2 separate regions of the Gossypium raimondii genome follow, and region 2 is linked to region 1. A link is a contact called in public Hi-C data. All regions are on one chromosome and are shown on one strand. The core of a region is the stretch at or near the end of the contact, and the rest is flanking DNA. Distances in the headings are between cores, read along the strand shown.

Evidence for each region. Hi-C and Micro-C count contacts between places; a contact is called where the count stands out from the background.
Region 2: a Hi-C map of leaf shows a contact between it and region 1, with 2.4 times the contacts expected there. The contact joins the promoter of LOC105804524 here to the promoter of LOC105804529 in region 1. A contact is called at or near these places in 2 of 2 Hi-C or Micro-C datasets (both in leaf).

What each region holds. Positions count from the first base shown.
Region 1 is chr11:14,337,822-14,340,551 of ASM2569854v1, forward strand. LOC105804529 (thioredoxin-like 1-1, chloroplastic) reads left to right here and starts at 1,400. Exons shown (of 4, transcript XM_012637182.2): 1 at 1,400-1,872; 2 at 2,223-2,402; 3 at 2,493-2,657. The coding sequence starts at 1,624.
Region 2 is chr11:14,519,321-14,522,050 of ASM2569854v1, forward strand. It overlaps LOC105804524 (expansin-A15), which reads left to right and starts at 1,383. Exons shown (of 4, transcript XM_012637175.2): 1 at 1,383-1,539; 2 at 1,642-1,771; 3 at 1,859-2,171; 4 at 2,368-2,730. The coding sequence starts at 1,645. The coding sequence ends at 2,671.

The DNA of each region.
Region 1 (2,730 bases), core at 150-2,649:
AAAATGAAAAATAGAAGGTAAGGTTGCTTTTCAAAAAGAAATGAGTTAATTACATTAAACATCTCAAAACTATGATTTTATTTTTAAATTGGTTCTCAAACTTTATAATATTCTAATAATATCCTAAACTATTGATATTATATCAGTTAAGTCCTTCAATTGTTAAAGCCACTAATTTAACCGTGGAATGACATGTCAAAATCTTATGTGATATGATTTAAAATGAAAATTAAAGAAAGTAAAATATTATTGTACAGTAAAAATTAAAATAAAATAAAACTGAAAATAAAAGGTAAGTAATAAAACTTTTGTAAAAGCTTTGGAAACCTTAAAACCAAGATGTTTATAACATCTATTTTTCTTTAAACTTTTCATTTAAACTATGTCATACAAGATTTGACATCTCATTTAATGGTTAAACTAGTGGTTTTAGTAATAGAAGGACATTATTGATATAATCTCAATAGTTTGGGGGATGTAATTAGAATATTCTAAAGTTTCAAGACCAATTTAGAATGAAGGTTATAATTTGGGGATATATGGTGCAATTAGCTCAAAAAAAGTTGAAAAAGAAAATAAGTAGAAAAAACGGGTAAACTATACTCAAGGTCACTAAACTATTAATGAGTTGACATTTTGGTTACTCTACTTCAAAAAGTACAAAATGGTCATTGAACTATTCAAAAGTTTTCATTTAAGTCACTAGGCTATTAAAATCGTTGTTGTATGGCCTTCTCTGTCACACCACTTGCACCAATTGAAAACTTTCATTTCCCTTTTCTTCTATAGTTCAATTATTTTCATGAAATAGTTTTGAATATCACAAATATGTGAACCAGAATCCAAACAACTTTCTTCTTTCTCTAACATTAACTATTAATCAATTTGGGTCTAAGATATGTTCTTCTACTCGTCGATGGTATTGATCCACTAGATCGATTCTTGAATTGTAGCTTAGAGCGCTCTAGCTGAACTTTAAAAAAAAATAACAGCCCGGTAATTTGAATAAAAATGTTTAAATAGTTAAGTTACTTAAATGAAAACTTTCAAATAGTTCAGTGATCATTTTGTAACGTTTTGAAGTTAAGTGACCAAATCATAAATTTACTAATAATTTAGTGACCTTTGATGTAATTTTTTTTAAAAATAAGCTGGCCCACAAAAGTAATGAATGACGTGTCAAAGAACCTACCTTTTATCCATTGTATATCCGAAACTGCCCTTTACTTTTGTAATATCTAAAGTCTGATTCCACGTGTCACAAAATTCACTTATCACGTACATCTCCTTACCACCATAAAAACCGACCAATATTAAAAAAAAAAAAAAGGCAAGACAAAGAACCTTATCCAATACGTTTTGACATGAAAATTTTCCAGTCACAACACATCATCAAGCGTTAGATTCACATCAAGACAAACCAGATCGACGGTTAAAGTCCATCCTTAGACCTTAAAATAACCAACAAAGAAAGAGAAAGATAAAAGAAGCAACTTTTGCTTAAAAACGCTTCATTTTCATATTCGGTATTTTAATCTCCGTTCGGGAATAAAGCTTAGAGTTTCAATTTTGAATCTGAATTTCTGTTTTTGTTGTTAGAAAAAAAATATAGAAATATTAAGCATGGCTGAAGTTTTGGGGAAGTCAAATCTGTTTACAGCTTGTAACTATAGTCAGAAGAAGAATCAAGAAGGTGGCGTTCCTTTGTTTTCCAGGAGAATCTCTGTGTTTTGTTTGAGAAAGAATAGTTTTCCTTCTTTGAGGTTGGAACCTCAAGCTTTGAGGAGTGGTTTTAATGGTCAAAGAGTGGTTTTTTTAGAGAAAAGAAGTCTAAATGAGAGAAGGTTCTGTCGAGTTCCCATTAAAGCACAGGTTGGTTTAATTAACTTTTTTTAAAAAGAAAAATTTAGAACTCTTTTTCTGGTCCAAAGGTGTGGGTATTTTCTGATTTATTTTATGAACTTTCTTATTTTGAATTTCTCTGTAATTTTAGCTATAGGTAGTTCTTAGTTTAGTTTTCACATGCCAAAGGTCAAATCTTCATATAGAAATTTTACTTCCATTACCAAATAGATTTTTCCTTTTTTGGAAGGGTTATTTAGTATGATTTTTTATGTTTAACAGTTCTTTTTCCCTGTACTTTGATCTGTTGCTGAGGATCAAAACGAAACATTCTAATTGGTTTCTCTCTTTTATTTTCTGGTATTGTTCAACGAAATTAGATGCAAACTGGGCTTATTGGTAAAACTCAAAAGTGGTGGGAGAAGGGGAATCAACCAAATATGAAAGAAGTGACATCTGCACAAGACCTGGTGGACTCACTTTTGAATGCTGGGGATAAACTTGTTATAGTGGATTTCTTCTCTCCTGGTTGTGGTGGCTGCAAGGCTCTTCATCCCAAGGTATAATAATATAGACTTTTGAAGTTTTTTTTATCTATTTTCTTTTGCATAGTTGTGCTAATGGTGAATTTGGATGTTGGGATTTGCCAGATTTGCCAATTGGCAGAGATGAATCCGGATGTGCAGTTCCTTAAGGTGAACTATGAGGAGCATAAATCCATGTGTTATAGCCTTAATGTACATGTGTTGCCTTTCTTTAGGTTCTATAGAGGAGCTCAGGGTCGTCTATGCAGCTTTAGCTGCACCAATGCCACGGTTAGTCTTGTTTCTATCCCTCCCTTGTGATGCAAAATTTATCAGATACGTTTTAGTAATTAGAATGAAATAA
Region 2 (2,730 bases), core at 133-2,632, 180 kb after region 1:
GCTTGTCCAAGCAGAAGAGAGGTGTCTAGGTGCTATTGGAAGGACAACTGTATAATAAAAACTAAAGGCATCTAACTGTTTCTCTTTAGTTTCATTTGAATATGTATATATGTTTTCTATTTTATGAACAAAAAAAAAGTATTCATCAATGATGAATAGCTGCACGAGTGTTTGGCTGATTGCCCTTCATTAATGCATTCAATGATTAATACTGCTAGAAATCCAAATGGTGAGATTTTTTTTGCATGAAATCCTACCAAGCAAGTTAAATGGCTATGAAGGAGATTTGCAGGAAAAATCCAGATTTGTTTTTGGAATATTAACTTACACAAATCTGTAATGTCCCCCATAGAGAGTGGTTCGGTTTTAAATATAAGTTCTTCCAAGCTGTAAAGATTATATTAAGCTTCATATTCAAAAGTGAATTGCAGCATGGAGACAATGTTAGGGCTGTCAACTTGGCACAGCTAAGATGATTAAAAGCATAGAGAATGGAATTGAAGTATATTGAGGAAGGAAAAGGGGAAAAGGATAAACATTCCTTTTAGTAAGATGGACGGTAAGCCACATGCATTGATTATGACTTTTCATAGCCTATATTCTATAGATGTGATTCTTCTCCCGAATTTCTTTCATTGATATCTTAATGTAAGACTTGAAGAGGAATTGAAAATCACCAATGATTTCAAGTTAAACATGACTGATGAACTTGGACAGTATTAAGAGTATACTGTGCATTTTTCTGTCCAATAGAAAGTTAAACCATATGCTGCACAAAAAGCTGAAAAACATCAGACTAGTAATAGCTCTAATTTTTTTGGTTGCACTGTAACATCATCACAGCATCTTCTCTTATCAACATAAAAGTAGAGATTCAAACCATTTAGTCGGCACGATGCTCTTGTATCTCTTTTTATCTTTACTACTTTCATGGTACTAAATCACTTCTCTGATAATTTTCTGTCAAATATCTTTAACCCTTTTCCAAATATCTTTTAACCTTTTGCCATAAGATTCACAATCCTGGAAGGATTCTTTAGGTTCTTTAATGATAAGCCACGAATGTGTAAAAAAGAACATCGTAAAAAGTAAGTTTACAAAATGTTGAGGCCATCAATCGATGCAGAGAACCTTTTCCTTAACTTTTTTTTCTTTTCTTTTCAGGTTCAAGTCCAAAAAGAATGTCAACAAGAACATGGGTCCAAGCCAATTGAGTATCCTGTTCCAGGTTTACACATTATTTTCCACTCTCTTTTATATGAAGGGTGCAAAAGTAACACTGATATCATTGCAAATGTCTTTCAAAAGATAAGGGTACCAATTATTATTTTTTATAAAATGTTAGTTAAATAAATCTCCATGAACCTTGGTAGCGTCTACGTTACATCACCTTCCCCTGCTAACCCCTCCCTTCCCGTCAGTTTGTCCCTAGTCACACACATCTATAAATAGAATTTGATCCCCTCATCTCTTCCTTACCTTATTTCTCATTAATTCTTTCTTCTCCAAGTCAAAGTTTCAAAGTTAACTCTTGCCTTTGTAGGTATAAGAACATCATCTCACTTGTACAAATTTATCAGAGACTTTCTTTATTCGTTCATCTACAAAATTCTGATATTTGGATGTCAATTGGTTTTGCAGAAAATGGACTTTCTTGGAATTTTTCTTTTGTCTTCTCTAGCCATGTTGAAGACGATTCATGGACATGGAGGTGGATGGTCTAACGCTCACGCTACATTCTATGGGAGCAGTGATGCGTCTGGTACAATGGGTAAGAACTAAGCAATACGAAATGTATAACTACCATCTGTCCTTTTCCATGGTTCCCGTCTCAGTTACCTTTTTCCATATGATGTAGGTGGAGCATGTGGCTATGGAAATCTTTACAGCCAAGGTTATGGCACAAGCACTGCTGCATTGAGCACTGCTCTATTCAACAAAGGGCTCGCTTGTGGGGCATGCTTTGAGATCAAGTGTGTTAATGACAATAGATGGTGTCTCCAAGGCTCCATTATAGTAACAGCAACAAACTTCTGCCCACCAAACAACGCTCTCCCTAATAATGCAGGCGGGTGGTGTAACCCTCCTTTACGACACTTTGATCTCTCCCAGCCTGTTTTCCAACATATAGCTCACTATAAAGCTGGGATAGTGCCTGTTGCATACAGAAGGTAAAAGCCAAAAAAAACCAGTGTCCTTTTCAGTCTAACATAGCTCTATAACCTCGAGAATTTCTACTTTGTAAGTCATGTTTCATTTAACGCTCATGTCAATTCATTGCTAATACGAATCAACGTAACTAAGTTCTAGTCAATAGTATAATTTTAATGGTTGAGGACATGCTGAAAACCATCATTTTATTTGCAGGGTTGCTTGTAGGAAATCTGGTGGCATCAGGTTTACCATAAATGGACATTCATACTTCAACCTTGTATTGATAACCAATGTTGGAGGTGCTGGAGATGTGGTGTCTGTCTCCATTAAAGGCTCTAGAACTGGTTGGCAAGTGATGTCTCGCAATTGGGGCCAAAATTGGCAAAGCAACTCTTACATGAATGGCCAAGCACTCTCTTTTAAGGTCACAACAAGCGATGGCCGCTTTGTCACCTCCAATAACGTGGCTCCTGCGAATTGGGCATTTGGCCAAACTTTTACGGGAGGGCAATTTTAATTGTTTCGATCTTCACCCCCAAAACTAACCAACATTAAAAATTTAAGTCATCTCATCCC